6 separate regions of the Mus musculus genome follow, and all the other regions are linked to region 1. The links are chromatin contacts, called in public promoter capture Hi-C maps. All regions are on one chromosome and are shown on one strand. Each heading gives the region's core, a stretch centred on a gene start, on an enhancer-like site or on the middle of the called end of the contact. The rest is flanking DNA. Distances are from core to core; before and after follow the strand shown.

Region 1 (3,438 bases), core at 84-2,583:
CTGTGTAGGAAAGAGAGAGAGAGAGAGAGAGAGAGAGAGAGAGAGAGAGAGAGAGAGAGAGAGAGAAAGAGAGAGAGAGAGAGAGAGAGAGAGAAAGGGAGGCTTTGTAGGAAAGTCCTGACAGCCAGTTCTCCTTCATCAAACACTCATGGCGTGTATGAACAGATTTTAGGAGGTAGCCCTGGGCTCACCTACCAGCGGCTTGTCACAGGCTCTGTTAGTGTGGGGAGGGTGCAAATAGACGCAGATAGACTGTTAGAAGGCCCAGTCTCTCTTGTGCCTACTCCTGTCTTCTCCCGAGTGGTGACCCTTCTGGTGGGGCAGGCTTCTGCCTCAGTTTCCTTATTGTCCAGCCCCCCTCATTACTGAGGTGAGTCTGTCTCATTATTCATTATCCATTGAAGTGACTGTGGTAAAGCCATCTTGTCATGACTCCATTCTGTGTCACTTCTCAGCCCTCTACACCCCTCAACAGCCATGGTCTCCTTGGGAACAAATTTGTGTTGTCAACAGAAGGATATCTGGAGGCCTCTTGGCGGCCAAGGTGAAGCCCTGGGTTGACACACGACCCCTTCCGATTAAGCATCAGGTTCCCTTTCTAAATGTTATTGGGGGACAGGGGGAGCTGGAGTCTATGACCTAGTGATCTCATTTGTTTTAATTTTTAAAATTACAATCCTCAGTATGTGTGTACTTGAGACTAGATCTCAGATAGCTCAGGGTTGTCTTGAACTCCTTATTCTCCTGCCCTCTTTCTCTTCCTGAGACAACAGCCACCAGGTACTTTGCAGCATGTGATCACGATGTCTAGAAATCTGCCCTTCAGAGCCCTTTGGCTTTCAGGCTTAGCTCCAGAGCAAAGAGTAGCCAGAACTGTGGGGGCCATAGTTATTAATTACTACAGTAGTCCAGAGGTTGGAACTGGGGGCCTCTGATGTGCTAGGCAAGAGCTTATGCCCCAGTCCTTTGGTCTGGAGCAGAATGGTGAAGTGACATCCAGGTATTTACGAGCCTGGATTCTGGATTGGTGGGATTTGGGTGTCTGGAGGGCTTATGGGAGAGGACCTTCACCAGGGCACTGTGTAAGTAAGAGTAAAGTGGGAGCCGCCTAGGATGTCTCTTCTTGGGGACTCTTTGATCCTTTCTGGATGAACTCAGTAGGACATATTTCCCAGGGGTGAGCTTTTCCTCCCCCTTCCGCACCCTGGCGCCTCCTGCGAGCTCCAAGTTTTGCTGCCAACTTCCACGAGTTTGGAGGGGCTACTTCCCGGCGGTTGGCCCCGCCCTGTCGGCGGCCGGACCCGCCCCCGTGGGCGGGGCGGGGCAATCCGGCTAGTTCCCGGCCATCCGCGGCTCGGTGGCGAAAGCGACATGGAGAGCGGGGCCTATGGCGCGGCCAACGCGGGCGGCTCCTTCGACCTGCGGCGCTTCCTGTCTCAGCCTCAGGTGGTGACGCGCCTCGTGAGCATGGTGAGTCCACCAGCGAGGACCCGGAGCCGGGCGTCCTGGCTACCAGGGCCCGTGGGGCCGCGGGCCGCAGAGCGCGACAGGTGGCGGCGGCTGCGCGTCCTGGGCCTTTCGGAGAGCGCGGGGCCCCGTGCCCCTCCGCGTCTCTGTCCCCTCCAGCCCGTGGGTTTTGTCGCCTGTTCCACTCCGGACCTTGTCTCCCCAACTCCGGGCCGGGCCCCGCCGCACCCTGGACCACTGGTCCAGGCCGCTCTGGTGCGGGACGTCCCCGAAGTTCTCCGGGGAGGCAGGCCTGTCGCCTTGTTGGCATTGGGAGGGACCGGAGAGGGGCACGGCACAGCAGGTGGCCGGCACGCCGCGGCTCCCAGCCTAGGGAATTCACCTGGAAGGGACTTTCTGCAGCCACGTGGGGTGCGAGGAGGGGGATTGGCCTGGCACTCTGAAGGAGAGTTTCCTTCCCTCTCAGAGGCTAGCAACAGGTCTGCTTTCCCACCAAATGCACTCCCTTCCCAGAAGCGGGGCGAGCCCCCTTGTACCAGGCGTGCGGGGGCAGCTTTCCATACCTTGGGATGAAAACACTGAAAACTGAGACTTTAGCTGCCAGATTGAGGGTGGCCCCACTGCGCCCAGGGGGTCTGGGCCTGGAGCCTTGGAGGTGCCCTGGCTCCCCGGAATCTCCCAGCCTAGCGGTGGAATCTAGTGACTCCGTCCTGGGTTGTACCCTGTCAGTCAGGATGGCAGTGCCAGGAGCCCTGACCCATACTCCGCGCCCAGTCCTGGAGTTCCGGCTTCATCCACAGCTGGGGGCGGGGCTTGTGACTGCCAGTTCCACAATCCTATTGAGAGCGTCCCCGCAGGATCGCTCTGGTCCTGCAAGTCTGGAGGCAGCCAGGTGCCCACAGACTCAGTTGCATCTGCCGCCTTGACGTGGGCTTGGCGGTGGCCTTAGGGTGTGGGGAGGAAGCGAAATGACTAGGACGATTCCAAAGGAGCTGCTTTCCAAACTTTGGCCAGTCTCTGCTGGTGACTTTCCCACCTCTGTCCTGGCTCCTGCGGGATCTGAGTCTGGCTGTGGATCTGACCACCCCAAGAACCTTGCTCTGAGGGGAACCGTTGTGGGGGTGGAGACTAGTAGTTCTCTGGAGGGGAGGGGCCGACGTGCCAAAGAAGCCGGAAGTCCTTGTAGGGAGAAGGCTGGCTGACTGGGGAGTCTCTTGCTTTAGGGGGAGTCTTGGAGGGAAATAGGGCAGCTGTTGAAGGGTGTTCTGGAAGATATTGGTTGATGCTGTAGAGTTGACTTGGGGCAGGGTGTTGGGGTGAGGGTTAGATGAAACACTGAGTTTCACCTCCGTGATTTTGTGTCCCATCCTATTTAAAACTCATTCAAATGGGAGGTGGTTATCAGCATTGAGGCAGCTGAGGCAGGATTGTCATGAATTTCAGGCCAGCCTGAACTTGAGTGAGATCCTGTCTTTTTTATTTCTCTTTACTTATTTTTATTTTGTATGTATGTTTGCCTGCATGTATGAAGGTACACCAACCACGTGCATGCCTGGTATTCAGAAGGTGGTTGGTTATCTTGTCCTCTGGAATTGGAGTCACAGGTGGTGATGAGCTAACATGAGGGTCTCCAGGTCCTCTGCAAGAGCAGTCAGTGCTCTTAACTGATGAGCCATCTCTCCAGCCTGAGATTCTATCTTAAAACAGCCAATAAGGACAGGTGTGGTGGTACAGGCCTTGAATCCCAGCATTCTATTCTGGAGGCAGAGGCAGGTTCTCTGAATTCCAGGACAGCTAGCTAATGGCATCCTGTCTCAGAGAAAGAAAGGAAAACCCTGAAACTTACAGATGCACACACGACCTCGCGGGCTGGAGACGTACGTAGGTCAGTGGGGTGAGCTTACCAACAAGTGTGAAGCCCTAGGTTCCAGTTGCCAGCGAGCAGGATGGGGTAGGGTTGGGAGGAGTCCA
Region 2 (3,665 bases), core at 1,149-3,648, 1.3 Mb before region 1:
ATGGAATAAGGGTCAGAAGTGGCGGAGACTGCTTGTCATCCCAACACTAGCGGCAAAGCAGGAGGATTCAGAGGTTAAGCCAGCCCAGGCTACATGAGATACTGCAGTAGCTGCTGCAACAATAACAACACATCCCAAACTTAAAAAAAAAAATCAACTTTTTAACTTACCTCCATTGGTCTCCTGATATACAACAGATTTCCCCAATTCAGCACCAAGACGCCTATTACACAAAAACAAAACAAAACAAAAAAAGATGGTAAGAGCATGCAACTAACTAAGCCAGCATTCTGGAAGCTGAGGCAGGAGGATTGCTGTAAGGTGAGGACCAGTCTGGGATACATAGTGAGTAACAGGCCAGCCAGGACTACTAGCAAGACCAAACTTAAAAAAAAAAAAAAAAGCCAGGAGTGTCTCAAGCCTTTAATCCCAGCTCTTGGGAGGCAGAGGCAGGAGGATCTCTGCAAGGCTATCTATCCTGGTCTACAAAGCTTACTGGAATTAGCATAACAAAAGGCAAAACCACTAATCTTTTTTCTTTGTTTTATTTATATGTGAGTACACAGTAGTTGTTTGTCTTCAGACACATCAGAAGAGGGCATCAGATCTCATTACAGGTGGTTGTGAGCCACCATGTGGTTGCTGGGAATTGAACTCAGGACCTCTGGAAGAGCAGTCAGTAATCTTAACTGCTGAGCCATCTCTCCAGCCCAAAACCACTAATTTTTAAAGTGGAGCTTTCTCAAGGCAAGGTCACGTGTGATAAGTGTGACCCAATACAAACAAGCTCAACTTTCATGTTTAAAGGGATCCTTGGCCTGGACAAGACAAATAATCAGGGGCTGGAGAGATGACTCAGCAGTTAAGAGCACTGGCTACTCTTCTAGGGGTCCAGAGTTCAATTCCCAGCACCCACACGGTGGCTCACGACCATCTGTAATGAGATCTGGCGCCCCCTTCTGGCCTTCAGGCACACATGCAGACAGAACATTGTATACACGATAAATAAATCATGAAAAGAAACAGAAACCGGAGAGACTGACTGTCTCCCTGTACATATCTCCTAAACCCACTTCAAAGTCCAACTGATAATAAAACAGGTGGAGCTAAGAACTTTTGAAATATGAAAATGACTTTAAATGTTCAAAGTCAAGTCATTTACGCCAGGGAGTCCAAGTGCGCACCTGAACTGCCAGCATCGGAAAGGCCAAGGCCAGAAATATCACACCATTTAGAGTGTGACCAGGGTCATAAGACCTTATCTCAGAAACCAAAGCCCATGATGGGTGTGGTGTTCCCGCGGCAGAAGCAGGCAGATCTCCCGGCTTGAACTCTTGAGAGTGCAAGCCTCATCCATTCACTAAGTTCCAGGCCAGCAGGAGCTACGATAAAGCTCTGTCCCATAAAGGAGAAGAGAAACGATACATATTACTAAAAAGCTTATTTCACAAAGGGCCCTTAAGGCTCTTTATACCAGGGCTCTAGTTTTCTCCAAAATTGAAAAGGGGCCTTTAAGTAGACCGGTTATTATCAGCAGGGCACCGGGAGGCTCTGCTCTGCAGGATTCTTCTCCATGATTTCCGCAAAGTTCAGGCTCACGCTCCCATCCCTTCCCCATAGAAGCACCCACAGTTTGTAAGTAAGGTTTAAAAAAAAAAAAAAAAATCACGTCCTTCATCCATCCAGCATCGGTAACAACAAACAAGCCTGGAAAGACATCTCAGGGCCCCCACGGTCCCCTGAGGTCAGTGGTTAACACACGCACACACCCCTAAGCAAACACTTTTTTGTACAACTGATCCTACACACTTGTAATCGCGGCTCTCCCCCCGCCCAGCCCGAAGTACTTCTGAGTTCCCTTCTCCCTGACTGTCCTAACCCTTCGGTCTAGGATGGACCCACATCGCCTGTCGCTTTAGGGACGCCTGGAAATGGCGATGGTCAGATTCAGGGCAAGCGCAGGAAACCTCTCTAGGGTTAAGAGTGCGCCGCGGCCCTGGGACGGGGTTGGGGAGTCGGCCCAAACCTGCTGCTCCCGGGTGCAAAGGTGGAGGTGACGGGGAGAGGGGCTAGGGCCACCCCGGGGACCACCTCGCTTACTCAGTGATGCGCTTGGCCAGTTCCGTGCAGGCGGCCGTGGAGTTGGCCGAGAAGACTCGGTAGCCGGTGCGGGCTGCGTTCATGGCCGGCGAGGCGGCGGGCCGAGCCCGCGGGACACGCAGAGCAGAGCACGCGGACAGCGGGGGCAGCAGCAGCAGCTTCCTGGGCATCCTCCGGCCCGAGGCGCGGCTACAGCGGTCCGCGCGGGGCCGCAGAGGGACGAGGCGCGACACAGATGCGTCCGGATCTCCAAGCCGCACCGAAGGCGCAGCCGAGCGCCGCAGCCTCCTTCGGACCCCGCGGCAGGCCGCGCCCCTCCGCGACACCGAGTCGAGCAGCTAGAGCGTCCGCCCCCGCCGCCATCTCGGAAAAGGGCAGGGAGGTGGGCATGGCATGGAGAGCCTGTTCTGACACAGGCGCCGCTGACTCGCGTGTTCGCCTGAGTTTGAGTCTCCGGGGACAGGTATTTTAATGTCCACTATTCTGGGAGGTGCAGCCATGTTTAGTGGTACTTATAAATGTTTTCAAATTTACTGCCAGGAACTAAGATGTCCGCCCAGGGACCGGAGACAATCTAGCCTCACGCCTCTATGATGAACGAGCCTCCGGCGCTCCCCTCCACGCTTGCGCAGGCTGGGATTTATTTGAAAAGGGACAGCCGGCCCTTTCCCTTTTGCGGGCACTTAAACTAACTGCTCCAGAATCTGGACGTGGAGGCCTTCCCTAGACGTTATATCTGTGTCTGCACGTGAGGCAAGGTTGCACTCCTGCCCGTTGTTGTTCTCAGTTCTCCCACCCGTCCCCCTCAACCCCAGCCAGCCGCTCTGCCCGCATGAGTTCGCCTTGTGCAAATACAGAAGGCGCGTGTGTTCATTTACTTTTGTGTAAATAGATGAAGTCGTTCCAAAGAGACATTTGAGCCTCTCGATCTATCAGACTGTTTGAAAAACGGACCCCCAAAGAAGTAAAGATCTTCCCCCACCCACCTCAGGAATGTCATGCTGGGAGAAAAAAAAACGTGACTCCCAAAAACAGCTTTCACAGAGCTCCAGAGACTTCTCAGACCACCTTACAGGCTGAGGTTGAAGCCCATGCAAGGGCGTCTCAATGATGGTCGGGACCTTGCCCTGGAAGGGACGGCTTAGGTGGCAAATCCTCGGCCTTCTGCTTACATTTTTATCTCACTTCTGGACGGAGGACAGACTTGTGGACTTCTCTGGATTCCTCTGTTCCTCTTACCGATGTTGCTAGGTTTAATAAATCTCCCTTTTCTGCTTTCTGTTTTCAGTTCGACTTTTAATTTTAATTTTAATTTAATTTAATTTAATTTAATTTAATTTGGCTTTTCGAGTCAGGGTTTCTCTGTGTAGCCCTGGCTGTCCTGGAACTCGCTGTGTAGACCAGGCTGGACTCGAACTCAGAAATCTGCCTGAACATTGAGTCTTTCTGTGTCTGTGCACCGTGCATACACAGTGCCTGCAAAGGCCAGAAGAGGGTGTCAGATTCTCTGGAACTGTAGTTTGGAGTCAGTTGTGGGCTGCTGGGTCTTCAGGAACAGCAGCCAG
Region 3 (3,565 bases), core at 28-2,527, 1.8 Mb before region 1:
TGCTCACATCACTGAGGTCTGTGAACAGTCAGTCACTCTTCCCATTCATCCTGAGTGAAAGATGGAATGACTTAAGTACAAATGCAACATATTATAAACAATTTCTTACAAAAAAAGTCACAAATTAAACCAAAGTATTTTACAGAATTTACTACAAAATGCCATAAAAACCGCTTCAACTTAAGCTCTCTCCCCCCGTATCCGGCGAGCCAACTGGATGTCTTTGGGCATGATGGTGACTCTCTTGGCGTGGATGGCACACAGATTGGTATCTTCAAACAACCCCACCAGGTATGCTTCGCTAGCCTCCTGTTGAGGACAAGAGCAACAGCATTAACACTCCTACTGGAGCAATCAAGCCGCCGCCCCGAGTGCCACCAAGCCTTTTGTCCCTTTACCTGAAGGGCACCGATGGCTGCACTTTGAAACCTCAAGTCGGTTTTGAAATCCTGGGCGATCTCCCTCACCAATCTCTGGAATGGCAGCTTCCGGATGAGCAGCTCAGTCGATTTCTGGTAACGACGGATCTCTCTCAGAGCCACGGTCCCTGGCCTGCAGTCACCAGAAGAAGGAAGGCGTCAACGGTCAGGGAGAAGGGAGAGAGCGCCCGCCCGCAAGCCGGCGGCCAAGTCATTGTTCCCAGCCCTCTGCCTACCTGTAGCGGTGAGGCTTCTTCACCCCGCCGGTAGAGGGCGCGCTTTTCCGAGCCGCCTTGGTGGCCAGCTGTTTGCGGGGGGCTTTCCCACCGGTGGACTTCCTAGCGGTCTGCTTGGTTCGGGCCATTTTTTTTCACCTGCGAGACAAGCGACGTTCAAGGCCAGGTCACCGGGCTCCGGCTGCCAGGCGCCCCTCCTCGCCGCAGCAGATGGCGGCCGCCGCCTCCTCCCCCTCCCCTAATGACTCAGGCTGCGCCGGGCTGCGGCCTCCCCCGGGAGGGGGAGCGCGGGGAGGAGCAACTTCCCGCTCCACGGGCGGCCGGAAACACCGCGGCGGGACCTGTGAGTCACCACCGGGAAGCAGACAGGACGGAGGTGGCGGAACGCGACCGAACTCGACCTCCCGGGCTGCCTCACCGACCAGACCGTCGGCTGCCAGCGACCGCGGTCCTAAAAGCCAGGGAGGCTCCGGCCGCCGGCAGAGCCGCGAACTCACCCAAAGCCGAGTCTGGGGCCCTTGCTGAGACCGAGGCGACGCTGGAAGCGCTCGAACAAGAGCCGCAATCGGCGAGCAGAACGGGCAGATACTCCACCAACGAACGACCAAACCGCTCTGCGCTCCAAGCCCCCCGACGCCTCCATATTTATAGAGACGCTGCACGCTGCGTCAGTGCGTCACAGAACCCTGATTTGCATACACCAACGACTTTTTCGATTGGCGGGAGCTTTCGCCGACGCGCTGACATCTCCCGACACAAAGGCCGTACTTCGGGGCCGTTTCCTGATTGGCCGGTGTTCAGGCCACTGATTGGCTGTTACAATTGCTTCAGGATTGGCTGGATGCAAAGAGGAACAGACGAATCAGAGTTTAGCACTAGGGAGCTCTTCTGATTGGATAAAATGGAGCTATGTTTGGATCCTTCTCTTGGTTCCAAAGCTCTACAATAGAAAGTCAATGCAAATGAATTGCACTAGTCTCCTGGAATTTAAGAAAGTTGGGTCGGCAAGAGTCTACGACTTTTTTGCATCAAGAGACCATTTTAGAGAGATTTTGCGTAAATATAATAATAGTAATTATTACTATTATTTTAATGTAGGATGAAATTATTCCCTGAATAATTTACTTTCTGTAATTTTCATCGTTTAATATAGTATGAGAAATGTAATCCAGTCAGTCATCTTACAGCATATAGTGTTTTGTGCACTGTAAATGCATACACATTCTAAAGCATAAAGCAATTGTTTGATGGGGAAGGGTAATAGACACAAAGAATCAAAATTCAAAAAAATTATTTCCGAGTTGGGTGGTGCTGCAGGCCTTTAATCTCAGCTTTTAGGAAGCTCAAAGGCAAGCAGATTTCTGTGAACATGAGGCCAGCCTGATCCACAGGGGGTGGGGGGTTCCAGGCCAAGCAGACCTACCTACAGAGATCTTGTCTTTTATAAATCCTGGTTTGTTTGTTTTTTCTCCAGGACTACATAAACCAAGCTCCAGGTGCATGAAGGTAATATCAGAGATGGAATCAGGATCCAAAATTCAAGGTCATTCACAGCTACTTAAGTCAAGGCCAGTCTAGGATATATAAAACAGTTTCAAGAAAACAAAAAACAACAAAAGGGGACTGTTCCTTGCATCCTAGCGCTCTGGAGGCAGGCAAAGCCATGTGAGTTTAAAGGCAGGACCACACCAGCAAAAGCTACCCAGGGAGACCGTGTCTCAAAACAAAACAACAAATACCTATTTTTGCATGTTTAATTCAGGCCATCACAAAATATTTTATTTCAATGTACTTAGAGTTAATAAGAAGTTGTCAGGCATGCTGGCACACACATTTCTTTAATCCCAGCAACCTGGAGACAGAGGCAGGTGGCTTTGAGGCCAACCTGGTCTACATAGAAATTACAGAATAGCCAGAGCTACTTAGTGAGTCTCTGTCTTAAAAACCAACCAAAGGGGGCTGGTGAGATGGCTCAGTGGGTAAGAGCACCCGACGGCTCTTCCAAAGGTCTGGAGTTCAAATCCCAGCAACCACATGGTGGCTCAAAACCATCCTAACGAGATCTGACTCCCTCTTCTGGAGTGTCTGAAGACAGCTACAGTGTACTTACATATAATAAATAAATAAATCTTTAAAAAAAAAAAAAAAAAAAAAAAAACCAACCAAAGAAGTAGTAATTACCTGCTTGTATATTTCTTGAACTATTTAATTCGACTGCATGAAATAAATACACCGGAAGAGTAACAACCTCAAGAGGGTGTCATGTCCATAAGGAGAAGATAATATAAAAAATGGGTGTCCTTGTGTAATATTTGGTAATTATTACTTATGTCAAAAACCTGACAGATTTTAGAAAGATGTCTGAATGTTTTGCCTGGTTGGTGCCCGTGGGAGTTAGAATAGGGTACTGGATTTACGGTTGGTTGTGAGCCACCATGTGGATGCTGAAAATTGAATCCAGGTCCTCTGCTAAAGCAACAAGTGCTCTTAATTGCTGAGCTATGTCTCCAGCATTATAAAAATACCACTTTTGGGGACAGGGATTGCGGTTGCAAGTTTGAGTTTGAGGCCAGCTTAGTCTACAGAACAAGTTCCAGGACATCCAGGGTTACATAGAGAAACCCTGTAAAATCCCAGTCTTTATCTTGTTTAATGAATTATCAGTATAATGAAATATTCAAATATAAGACAACAAAGCAAGTCTAAGTGTTACCAGTCAAAGCCCAGAAAAGTGAGACCTACTGCCTGCAAGTCCCCATCTTCCTGCCTTGGTGCCTCCAGAGTGCTGGGATTTCAGATGTGTCAGTGAGGACATGTGCCTACTCCTTTCCCTTTGAGACAGGGGTCTCACTCTGTAGCCCAGGCTACCCTGAAAATCACTATGTATTCCAGTATATCTTGATCTTGTGA
Region 4 (3,742 bases), core at 45-2,544, 1.9 Mb before region 1:
GCCACTTTTGCTACTACTTGCACAGGGACAAGAATGGGAATCTAGGAACAGAAGTCAAAGACAGACTGTCAGTCTGGCTATGAAAAAACCAGAAGTGTGAGTGGTTCTGTCCAAAATTTGTAGGTTATGATAGCCCACACCTGTAATACCAGTACTTAATAATCCAGAGGCAGAAGGACCGGCTCAAATTTGAGGCCAACTTGATGTATATAGAGAATTCCAGGCCGGCCAGGGCTACATAGACCATCAATAAACAAATAGATTCCCAGCAAATACCCACTAGCTTTGGTCACGAAAGAATTCCAAACCAGTGGTTTTCAAAGATTTCCAAAGGGTGAGGAGGTAGGAAGTTAAGAGGGTGTTGTGCCACAGAGCTACTACGGTACCGCCAGCAGTCTGCAAAACAGGTAGCTTGGTATGTTACCTTTCACTACAGCCATGGTCGCACTCTCTTGTAAAGGTGTTTTAAAAGAATCAAACCCAAAGACTTTCTTCAGGGTGCTCCGGACTCGCCGCTCCCGGTCGAAGGGAGTGGAGAAAGGACGGGCGCTCATCTTTGCAAAAAGCAGCAGCCAAAAGGTTAACGCAAAGGTGGGCAAAGGCAATCCCGAAAAAACCCTCTGCTCCACGTTAAAATATAGCCTATGTTTCTCCTGCCGAGTAAGCTGCTATGTTACACTTAAATATCTCATTCCCCAGCAGTAAAAGTGAAGGCTGAATTGCTTCACGCAATACATTCCTGAGGGATTAACATTACTTCTCCCTTTAATAAAAATAAAAACAATGAACTTTCCAGGTCAGGTGGACAGAGCTACAAATCGGACCACAACAAAGCCCACAAACGTCTTCAAAGTCGACCAGAGAACTTGGAATCCTTTTTCTAGGGTCCTTGTTCTAGAAGCGAAGCCATAGATACCATTCATCAAGGACGCCGACCCCCCGTTCCTCCTCTGAGCCCCCAAGTCAACAGCTCTCGCCCTTTGCCAGACAAATGCTCTCCAAGATGTCAGACCCCAGGCTCTTTTCGGTTGGCTCTGCAGCTTTCCAAAGAACACTACTCCCTAACTCGAACTCAGAAGCCAAACCGCCCGAGAAGTCAGCGAAGTAGAAGCCGCAAGACCTTACTTCCGTCCCGTGCTGATGACGTTTCCAAGAGCTGAGCATGGGGGCGGAGCCATGCCCAGACACAGCCCTTTTGATTGGTTGTCATTCGGGCGCGGAGTCTCCTGGGATCCGGAAGAAGTTGGTTTTCTCGCCCCTAAATTGGCTTATGAGTCATAGGCCTGAGCCACACCGCGCTGTGGGAGTAAGATGGCGGGGAAGAAAAATGTTTTGTCGTCTCTTGCAATTTATGCGGAATATTCAGACCCTGAATCTGATGGCGAAACTGGAGTCGACGCTGTAGGCGGAGCGACTGGTGAGACTTGAGCTGGAAAGGGGAGGGTCTGTTATGGTTACCAAATGCTACCTCTCTAGCGGGGCATGGGGAGAAGATGCTCTTTGTGCTCCAGGTATCGGGTCTTGGAACCCCAAAGCGCAGTGGATGTCCTAGGTCAGACAGAGCATTAGAACCTCTACTACAGTACGAGTGATCTCTCTTTCTGCGATCCTCTACGCAAGGCGTCATGCTGGCCAGAGGGTGGACCAAGGGGGGTACGCATCTGTCGAGACATCACTGTCTCGTTGTTTGATGGGGAAGAGAGGAGTGAAATGTACCTGGAGGATAGTAAAACTTGTGTTTCGTTAAGTTGGTAACTTTTAAGGAATCGTTTCTAAGTCTGCCCTAGAGTTTTTAAAAATGCATCTCTCCTAAGTGCATAATTCTGGGCTTTTTCATAGAATATGCTAGACAAGCCTTTTAAGGCGGTAGGGTGATTCTGTTGTTTGGTGAGTTTTAAAAGCCTATCGGTTGCCCTCAGACTGCGAAGCATAGAGGGAACAGATTTCTTGAAGGAAGCAAATTACCTGATATACCAGAGCTTTGGGTCTTCTTATCTGCAAAGTAGGGGCAAAACAATGAGGAAGACAGTCTTGTGCATAGAAGGCGTTTTTGAGGTTGCACATGAAACAAGATAGAGATGTGTGTGGTATGTCAAAACAGGAGTTTAAACGACCTGTTGGGCTGGTTCAAAGAGGAGAAGACTTTAACTGCCCTAATAGGCCAACAGCATGTAATAGTTCCCCAACCTTTGGAACTGCTGGGAACCAAACCCAGGGCCTTACACTCTTAGGAAAGCATCCCACTACTTTGTTACTTCCCCAGCCTGTCCTGAAAATATTAGAACATGAATTTAATGCTTGATTTTCTTTTCATATACATCTGTACATATGGAGTGGGCCTTGCATGTGAGTTCTGCCCATGGTGGACAGAGAGAGGCATCAGCTCTTCTGAAACTGGCATTTGTGAGCTGCCTGATGTGGGTACTGGAAACTGAACTGTCAAACTTACAGAGATCTGCCTGGCCCTGTCTCCAGAGAGCTTGAATTAAAAGCATGGGACACCAAACCCTGTACATTATGCACTCGTATAAGAGTCATCTTCCAATACCCCTGTTTTTGTTTGTTTTGAGACAGGATCTCCCTCTAGTCCTGACTGTCCTGGAACTCAGGCTGATCTAGAACTCAGAGATCCTCCTGCCTCTGCCTCCCAAGTGCTCGGTTCAAAGGTGTGCACCGCCATTCCTGGCACAACCCCTGGTCTTTTCTTTTTCTTTCTTTCCTTTTTTTTTCTTCCTCCCCCCCAACCTCCAGGCTGAGGACAGAACCCAGAGCTCTACCACTGAGCTAAATTCCCAACCCCAACCCCTGGTATTAAATTGTTCTTCCTAAGTACAAATTCAATCTGGGCCTATAGCCACTTACTTGAGACTTAGGTTCCCTTTTTATCTTCAGAAATAATCTTGGCCATTCAATTTTCAGAAACATTTTTACATTTCTCCCCTCTCCCCCTCTCTCTCCTTCTCCCTCTCTCTCCCCCTCTCCCCTCTCTCTCCTCTTTCAGAGGAGAAAGGTGGTTTGGTATCTGACGCCTATGGAGAAGATGACTTCTCTCGCCCAGGGGGTGATGAGGATGGTTATGAAGAAGAGGAGGACGAGAACAGTAAGCAGTCGGTGGGTAAATCTTCCAGACCCAGAGCTCTTGAAACACTCTTCCATTCCATGGTCAACTCTGTCCCTTTTCCCTTTTGGTTTGGAATCAGTTGGTACCCGTTGAGGATGTAGCTCATGGGAGAGGGCTTTGCCTAAGCATGTCAAGGACTTGATCCCCAGCACCACAGAAAGAAGAAAAAAGTTGAATTGGTTGGGTGGTATTAGCTCTTTTTGAAAGTTAAGTCGTTTTTTTTTTTTTTTTTTTCACCTGGACCACATTGTATTAGCTTTTGAATTGAGCTTTTGGAAGGAGGTCTTTTGTTTTGCATTTTTGAGATGGGGTCTTATGAAGCCCAAACTGATGGCAAACCTTTTACCCCTGAGCTCCAGATCCTCTAGGTCAGCTTATTGAGAGCTGGGGTTATAACCATGTTGCACTAGGCCTAGCTTGGTTACTTTTCATAACCTTAGTGTCAGTGGGTATTTTATGTTGCTTTGTGAGTTTAGCTAATCTTCCCACTTTATAAATGTGTTTGCCCTAACTAGTGTGTCACTTACATATCTGTAATCAACTTTGTATTAATCTCGGTTGGGGTTTATTCAAGTGCTTCACTTTGTAACAAGGTAAGGAAGGGAAGTTTGCTGCTGTCAT
Region 5 (3,430 bases), core at 859-3,358, 1.6 Mb before region 1:
ATTCCATATGCATTGGTGTTTTGCCTGTATGTACGCCTATGTAGGGGTGTCAGATAACCTGGAACTGGAGTTACAATCAGTTGTGATGGTGCTGGGAATTGAACCTGGGTCCCCTGAAGATCAGACGGTGTTCTTAACCACTGAGCCATGTCTCCAGCCCCCTTATGTATAACAGAAAAGCAAAGTGCAACAGATGAGCGTCTGAGAAAAAGCGGCTTTCCTCAACCGCAGACTAAAGCGGGTTTTCCCGACCGGCCAGCCAGTAGGAAACGCCAGCATTCCATCCGACAATGCGACGTTCTTAGAATGTGGTTCTGAGAATATCGGATTCATTCTGAGGTCTGACAGGTTCTCCACGGACTCTCACACTTTCTATTACTTTATACTCAAACTACCCATTACATAAAAACAGAATCTGATAGTGTTCCAAAATAGTTCAATGTCTGGTCTTGCAATACAGTTCCTCAGAAAATCAGTAGGCGGATTTCGCCACCCCCTCTCTGTTTTGTCTTCAGTGCTGAGACTCAAACCCACAGCCTTGAGACACTAGGCAATCTGTGTTCCACTGCGCCACACCTTTGGTATCGGGAAGCTTTCTTACAAAGTGAAGGTTCACTTTGCACTTAAAGAACTTTCATAGGGATGTTTGGAACAAAAAGCTTTTTTATTATTTGCCTCTCTGTCTCCCCCATCCCCCCAGCGGGCTTCACTAGTGTTTGCCCGGCCTTCTGGCCCACCCTCTCCCACAGTTTCGCCATGTAACCCTGGCTGACGAACAGGAACTAGCTCTGCAGACCAGGCTGGTCTCAAAATCAGAGATCAGCCTGCCTCTGCCTCTGCCTCCTCCGAAGTGCTGAGATTAAAGGCATGGGTCACCGTGGCCCAGTTCAAAAGAACTTTATAAATTAAAGTTTCATCTTATTGTGTGTGGGGGTACAACAGCCACCTCTAGCAAATGGTCAGAGGACAATCTAAGGGAGGTGACTCTCTTTCTACAAATTGAAATTAGATGATTAGGCCAGGTAGCCACCTCACCATCCCTTAAAGTTTGTTAAAATTAAAAAAAAAAACAATTTTGGGCACAACCGTTCATTATTAGCATTTTTACAACTATGCTATGCTATCCTACTAAAAGATCTAGATGCAAAAGTAATATTATTTTTCACACATAAAATTGAATCATGAAGTATTCAATTTAAGCCTTTAAACGACATGCGCGGTAAGAAGACCTCCCCAGACTGCAGCTGTAGTTTGGGCATACACTAATGTGCTAAGATACACCTACTTTTTAAACCACATGATTTCTTCAGGGTCTGCGATGCCAAATTCCCTCATCTTCTTCACCATGGTGGCACTCTTCTTAACAGCCACCTCGTAACGCTGGCTTCGAGTGAGGAAGTTATAGTCCTCATGTTGGAAGTCTGGATCGTTCAGAATCAAGTTCTCTGAAAGAGGGTTAAATGACATCAAGAGAAACAGGTACTCACCCTCCCTGACTCCCATCAGATTAGAACAGAGGACGTTCCCCTCCTAATCCTGACACCGGACGCCCATCGAAGTAGGGGTCCCCGCTTCCCCTCAACTCCAGAGGCCCCAAATCCTCATTCACGGGGGTCTTTCGCCTGGTTCGGTATAAGAGGCCCGGCCCTCCAGGCTCACCGATTTCTCGACGGCGCCGGGTGTTCTCCGGACTACCATCCAAGATGTGCGTGATTAACTCTGGATTGAAGGTGGCGGCGGCCCGCTCCTTGCGCAGATCGGGATTCATGACGGAGACCAGTGCTGGGGGCAGAGGAGGTGGCGACAGAAGTGACAGGCACCAAAGCGATGACAACCTGTCTCCGCAGCTCAGGCGCCGACCAGGCCCTATGAGCGGAGCGAGACAGCCCTCGGCCCCGCCCCCTCGAGCCGTCCCCGCCCCGTCCCCGCCGCCACTCCTCACGTGACCGGCTGCAATCCCCGACGCTGGTACCGCCCGCCGGACGGACGAATCCCCTGCTGCGGGCCAGGGGAGGTCCCCGAGCGGCTCCTCGCCAAGGAAAGCAAGGTAAAAGGTCAAGGGACCGCAGTGGCACTGGAAAGGGAGTGGGGCTCTTCCCGGACCTCACGTCTCCAGGTTCACGTGATCTTTCCGGGAGGAAAAGAGCCCTGGAGACGCGCGCAACCGATTGGCCAGGGCCTTGAGGGGCGGGATTGCGCCTGCGCTGTGGGACTCACCTCCTTTCAGGCTAGGGCGGTGGGTGTGTGTGTGTGTGGGGGGGGGGTCCTCTCACCACAGTGTCCCCGGAAACCAGAAGGGAATGGGTGTCAAGGGTCTCGGGCGGGGTGAGGAGGCTAATAGAGGAAAGCTGTTGATTTTACTGGAACCCAAACAAATTGGAGCGAAAGGGTAACAGGACAAAGGTTACGTTCGGGAGACGGTTCATTGTCGTTGGCTAAAAATATTGCCGACTTGACTGACGTTAGAGACTTGGGATGCAAGGACCTGGTCCTGCGGAGCTTCCGGGTTTATGCACTGGGCCTGGATTTAAAGCGAGAGGGAACAGGTCCAGTTTCTCTACATTTTATAGCCCAAGTCTTTTCCCACCTAAACCGGCAGGGCAGGTCCTAGAAATTTTGAAATCTAGACTTTACTTTGCCATATCATTATCGTCATCGAAGATGTACCTACGCCTAAGAAGTTCTAGCGTAGGATTTATAACAAAGAGTTCCTGAGCCTCAAAGACAGCCAGTTTTCACCAGTTTGTTTTTTAATTCTTCCTTAAAAATTGCTAAGTAGTAGGCTGGAGATGTCGAGCATGCACTAAAGCCAAAATATAATCTCAAAGCACAGCATAAACTGGGCACCGTGGCACACACAGGCTTGCAACTTCAAGTGGAGGTCTGAGGATCACGAAGTCCAAGATCATTATCAGCTATATAGAATCGGACTGAAGGCAGCCTGGGCTGTGTAATGCCTTGTTTCAAAAAGCCTTTAAGTGCTAAGTAAAATGCACTCTTTCTTCATTTGATTTCATGCCACCAAAAAGAACTACGCCGGTAGTGGCGCACGCCTTTAATCCCAGCACTGGGGAGGCAGAGGCAGGTGGATTTCTGAGTTCGAGGCCAGCCTGGTCTACAAAGTGAGTTCCAGGACAGCCAGGGCTACACAGAGAAACCCTGTCTCGAAAAAAAAAAAAAAAAAAAAAAAAGAACTACATTTCTTCATTACCTCTCTAACTTGCCCTTGTAACAACATATGTAAGACCCTTTTACAGTAACGGTGCTGAGAATGGGTTAAACGAATGAAGGCTTTAGCCTGAATGCAAAGTTAATGGAGCCCCCAAAATTCAATATTTTAATGCACTTTCTTTTCTTTTTTCTTTTCTTTTCTTTTTTGTTTGTTTGTTTGTTTGTTTGTTTTGTTTGTTTTTCGAGACAGGGTTTCTCT
Region 6 (3,544 bases), core at 944-3,443, 1.2 Mb before region 1:
CTGGGGAGCCGGAAGTCCTGAGTAAGGCACCGGACAGTGAAGACATTTGTCACCATCGAGAGTTCAGTTTGAGAACCAGAAGGCAGATCCTTCATCTCCTTCTTAGACTGCTCAGGGAGAGGTGACACTGGGACAGAGGGGAGGAGTGCAGTCTTGAGAGACCCAGAACCCTCACCCTGCCAGCAGTTGCTCAGACCTGGCTGTAGACAGCAGGGACCCTGAGACCACAGAGGGCCTGCCTGGTCCTGACACAGATAAGTGCACTGTCTCTGGTTCTCCTCAAGGCTCCCAGCTCAAGATGAGGAGGAGCCCTGCTGCCCAGGAAGTGAGTGGCTCTCCTCTTCAGCTTGGGTCCCTGTTGATTTAAAATCTTTAAAGGTATTTGCCTCACAAAACTTGATGATCTGAAGAGTTCCGGCCCTAGGACCCACGGGGTGGAAGGAAGAGATTGACTCTTTTTTTTTTTTTTTTTTAAAGATTTATTTATTTATATGTAAGTACACTGTAGCTGTCTTCAGACACTCCAGAAGAGGGCGTCAGATCTTGTTACGGATGGTTGTGAGCCACCATGTGGTTGCTGGGATTTGAACTCCGGACCTTCAGAAGAGCAGTCGGGTGCTCTTACCCACTGTGCCATCTCACCAGCCCGAGATTGACTCTTACAAGCTGTCCTTTCTCACACACACACACACACACACACACACACACACACACACACACACACACACACTAATAACAAAAAAATTTTAAATTTAAAAAACACAGACTTGAAGGTTCAGTCACAGAGGGTTAACAAGAACCTTTATAGGCCCAGCAGGCTGCTCCCTGGAGCTCAGGGTTGGGGTGTCTGATGTTACTCCTGGCCAGGAGACATTACCTCCCACCTTGTTTAGGAAGGAAAACTGAAGGTCCTGGAGAGGTGATGGCCCAGGTGGGTTTAGGTCCCAGCATCACTCAGCCCTTGTCTCAGCCCTGTGTTGCTGACTCAAGCCCTACTGCCCAAGGCAGCTAGTTGCCCAGGAGGTCCAGGTGGGATGTGCAAAGAGTATTTCTATCGATTCTCAACTTCTCCTCTGACTGTTGTATCTCCATAACATAGGATTATATTGGTACAGTAGTCTAGTATATAATTGATAAGCTTATAATTTGTATCTAAATTACATAAGATTGTTATATAAGATAGAATTTATAGTTCTGTCTGTGTGCACACCTCGACTCTGCCTTTTACTGCAAAGGGAGTGTAATTAGGAAAGCTCAGAAGGTGCAGGGGAGGCCTGGTGCACGCGCACGCATGCACACACACACACACACACACACACACACACACGCACACACACACGCACACACACATGTGCACGCACACACTCTCACACACATGCACATACTCTCACACACACGCACACACGTGCTCGAGCACACACACACACACACTCACACACACACACACACACACACACACACACACACACACACGCTCTACTCTCTGGTCCTCCTGGTCCCATCATCCATCTCTTCTCCTCTCTGCCATTCTCTCCTGCCTTGGCTGCGACAGTGCAACTCCCCTGCCTCGCAGCCTCGGTCCCTGAAGACTGGCAAGCTTTCATGTCAGCAGCCCGGCAGAGTTGGCTGAGGGCCCGTCCTTCTCTGGCACCTGCACGTTCAGACACCTCCTGTGATAGCTCACTCTTTCTCTCCCGTATGGGAGACTGAACTTAGGGCCTTGGAACCCCAGGCAAGTACTCTGCTACAGAGTTATCGCCTCAGAGCTCTTTGAGACACTCTCATTAGGTTTCCCAGGCTGGCCTCAGAGCTCTCTGGAGCTCAGCCAGGCTTTGAACTTGAGGTGCTCCTCCCCTCCCCAGTGGCTTACAGGTCTTTGTCACCGGGCCAAGGCCCCAGATCCTCTTTGAAGCTATCCTTGATGCTTCTAAGTCCTCAAGTGCTCTGCAGGTACATTTAACAGTGTATGGAAGTAGCTCACTTAGCTCGATTGCACTACGTGCCTTGATGCCAAAGCCCGGATAGTAGTGAATGTTCTGGGTAGAACATTCTGGAGGGGCACTCAGGGTTACCTGGCATGCCTTGAAGGAGGCTGACTTACTCTGCCACTAGAGGGGAGATCTTGGGCCTGGTGAGTTTAATCTCTCTTCACAAGGTCAGGTCTGCCCACTCCACTAATCAGCTTGAACGTCCTAATCCCTTCCCAGGAACTTCAGGAAACACAGCGGTGGCTTGGGAGAGGTAGGCTGGCCATTGTGGCTCCCCGGCCCTGTGGCCTTCTTCAGCGGAGTTGGTCGTCGGTGGGGATGGGGCAGCTGAGCCATGTGCACCACCCTCTTCCTGTTCAGCTTGGCCATGCTGTGGCGCCGTAGATTTACCAACCGAGTGGAACCGTGAGAAACTGATGGGGCTGTGGATTGGGGTCGTGGGTGGGAGGGACCACCAGGGAGAGTTACAGACAAGCTGGTCTGGAAAGGAATTCAAAGGACACCCTGGAGGGGTCCCTCTTGGAGCTAGTGGTGTGGGTTGGAGCAGCCAGTGCTGTGCTGCTGGACTGTGGTAAAGGGGTGGGGCAGGGGCTGAGCACTGCCTACAGGTTCTCTTGCCTGCTCTTCCCTTCCAGAGAGCCCAGCAGAGTGGACGGGACAGTCGTGGGCAGCGGCTCAGACACAGACCTTCAATCTACCGGCAGGTGAAAGAGAGTCAGGAGTGGGGAAAGTAGTGCTAAGGAAACTATTGGTGTGTGCGCCTGTGTTTGTGTGCGCATGCGCGCACAGGCACTCAAATACCGAGTTCTAGCCCTAGCCCTAGCCCTCACCAGTCACTCCTTGTGTAGTGGGCAGGTTAGGTGGCAGAGGGAGTCCTTGCTCCTCTTTTCTGAACCAATGCTGTGTGGCTTTGCTTCTGTGATGTGAGTGTGGGGCAGTCCCCAGGAGGACCTTCTGTTGGAGGAGCAGGGAGCAGAGGGAGGAGGCAGGAGCCACTCTGGGTCGATTTGCTGCTCTCTTGTCCTTGGCCCTCCTCCTCCTCCTTCCTCTGCCACGGACGGGCTCTGCAGCTCCGTTGCCTGAACCTCCAGCAGGATTCGCTGTCCAGTCCCCAATAGAAGGCGCAGGAGGTGCATGACGTCATCGACACTAAGTGTCATTGGCTGGGCTGCCCCTGCGGGCAGGACGCTGTCTCCAATGGCCTGAAAGTTAACTCTTCCTTAGGTTGCAGCCATGTGGCCTTTGGGGAGGCAAAGTTGTGCATTCTTCCTGACTTTTCCTTCCCTGGTTTTCCAGAGTCTCCACGCCCGTCAAGACACTACAAAAGTGTCAATTTAGTACCTATGTGTAAGGTTATGTCCCGTGGACTCCCTAGCATGGGCAGGATCCCAAGATCAACTCTCACTTTTAGTGAAAACAAAGGGCAAAAAAGATCTCCCGGGCCTTCAGGATTTGGGGCCCACAGGAGGAGGGTGTCCTTACTAACTTGGCTCAAGTCAGTGTGGGCGGGTAAACACATACCATGCCCCCTAAAGCTGGAGTTGTGGACAACAGCT

Evidence for each region. Promoter capture Hi-C pulls out the DNA fragments that hold promoters and counts their contacts.
Region 2: a promoter capture Hi-C map of pre-B cells shows a contact between it and region 1, with 4 times the contacts expected there. The contact joins the promoter of Prpsap1 here to the promoter of Syngr2 in region 1. A contact is called at or near these places in 1 of 39 promoter capture datasets (pre-B cells) and 1 of 115 datasets of contacts at active chromatin or transcription factors (pancreatic cancer cells).
Region 3: a promoter capture Hi-C map of liver shows a contact between it and region 1, with 3 times the contacts expected there. The contact joins the promoter of H3f3b here to the promoter of Syngr2 in region 1. A contact is called at or near these places in 1 of 39 promoter capture datasets (liver) and 2 of 115 datasets of contacts at active chromatin or transcription factors (bone marrow-derived dendritic cells and pancreatic cancer cells).
Region 4: a promoter capture Hi-C map of liver shows a contact between it and region 1, with 4 times the contacts expected there. The contact joins the promoter of Sap30bp here to the promoter of Syngr2 in region 1. A contact is called at or near these places in 1 of 39 promoter capture datasets (liver) and 1 of 9 other capture datasets (adipose tissue).
Region 5: a promoter capture Hi-C map of liver shows a contact between it and region 1, with 2.4 times the contacts expected there. The contact joins the promoter of Acox1 here to the promoter of Syngr2 in region 1. A contact is called at or near these places in 1 of 39 promoter capture datasets (liver) and 1 of 115 datasets of contacts at active chromatin or transcription factors (pancreatic cancer cells).
Region 6: a promoter capture Hi-C map of embryonic stem cells shows a contact between it and region 1, with 2.4 times the contacts expected there. The contact joins the promoter of Prcd here to the promoter of Syngr2 in region 1. A contact is called at or near these places in 1 of 39 promoter capture datasets (embryonic stem cells) and 1 of 115 datasets of contacts at active chromatin or transcription factors (pancreatic cancer cells).

What each region holds. Positions count from the first base shown.
Region 1 is chr11:117,808,334-117,811,771 of GRCm38.p6, forward strand. Syngr2 (synaptogyrin 2) reads left to right here and starts at 1,334. Exons shown (of 4, transcript NM_009304.2): 1 at 1,334-1,470. The coding sequence starts at 1,372.
Region 2 is chr11:116,487,948-116,491,612 of GRCm38.p6, forward strand. It overlaps Prpsap1 (phosphoribosyl pyrophosphate synthetase-associated protein 1), which reads right to left and starts at 2,399. Exons shown (of 10, transcript NM_026364.1): 1 at 2,101-2,399; 2 at 171-223. The coding sequence starts at 2,270.
Region 3 is chr11:116,023,227-116,026,791 of GRCm38.p6, forward strand. It overlaps H3f3b (H3.3 histone B), which reads right to left and starts at 1,278. Exons shown (of 4, transcript NM_008211.3): 1 at 1,153-1,278; 2 at 656-793; 3 at 399-552; 4 at 1-309. The coding sequence starts at 783. The coding sequence ends at 181.
Region 4 is chr11:115,932,365-115,936,106 of GRCm38.p6, forward strand. It overlaps Sap30bp (SAP30 binding protein), which reads left to right and starts at 1,295. Exons shown (of 11, transcript NM_020483.3): 1 at 1,295-1,417; 2 at 3,002-3,111. The coding sequence starts at 1,312. It overlaps Recql5 (RecQ protein-like 5), which reads right to left and starts at 1,128. Exons shown (of 19, transcript NM_130454.2): 1 at 425-1,128. The coding sequence starts at 554.
Region 5 is chr11:116,196,937-116,200,366 of GRCm38.p6, forward strand. It overlaps Acox1 (acyl-Coenzyme A oxidase 1, palmitoyl), which reads right to left and starts at 2,109. Exons shown (of 14, transcript NM_015729.3): 1 at 1,660-2,109; 2 at 1,286-1,445. The coding sequence starts at 1,768. Ten1 (TEN1 telomerase capping complex subunit) reads left to right here and starts at 1,919. Exons shown (of 4, transcript NM_027107.1): 1 at 1,919-2,047.
Region 6 is chr11:116,654,915-116,658,458 of GRCm38.p6, forward strand. Prcd (photoreceptor disc component) reads left to right here and starts at 2,194. Exons shown (of 5, transcript NM_001163318.1): 1 at 2,194-2,393; 2 at 2,624-2,692. The coding sequence starts at 2,323.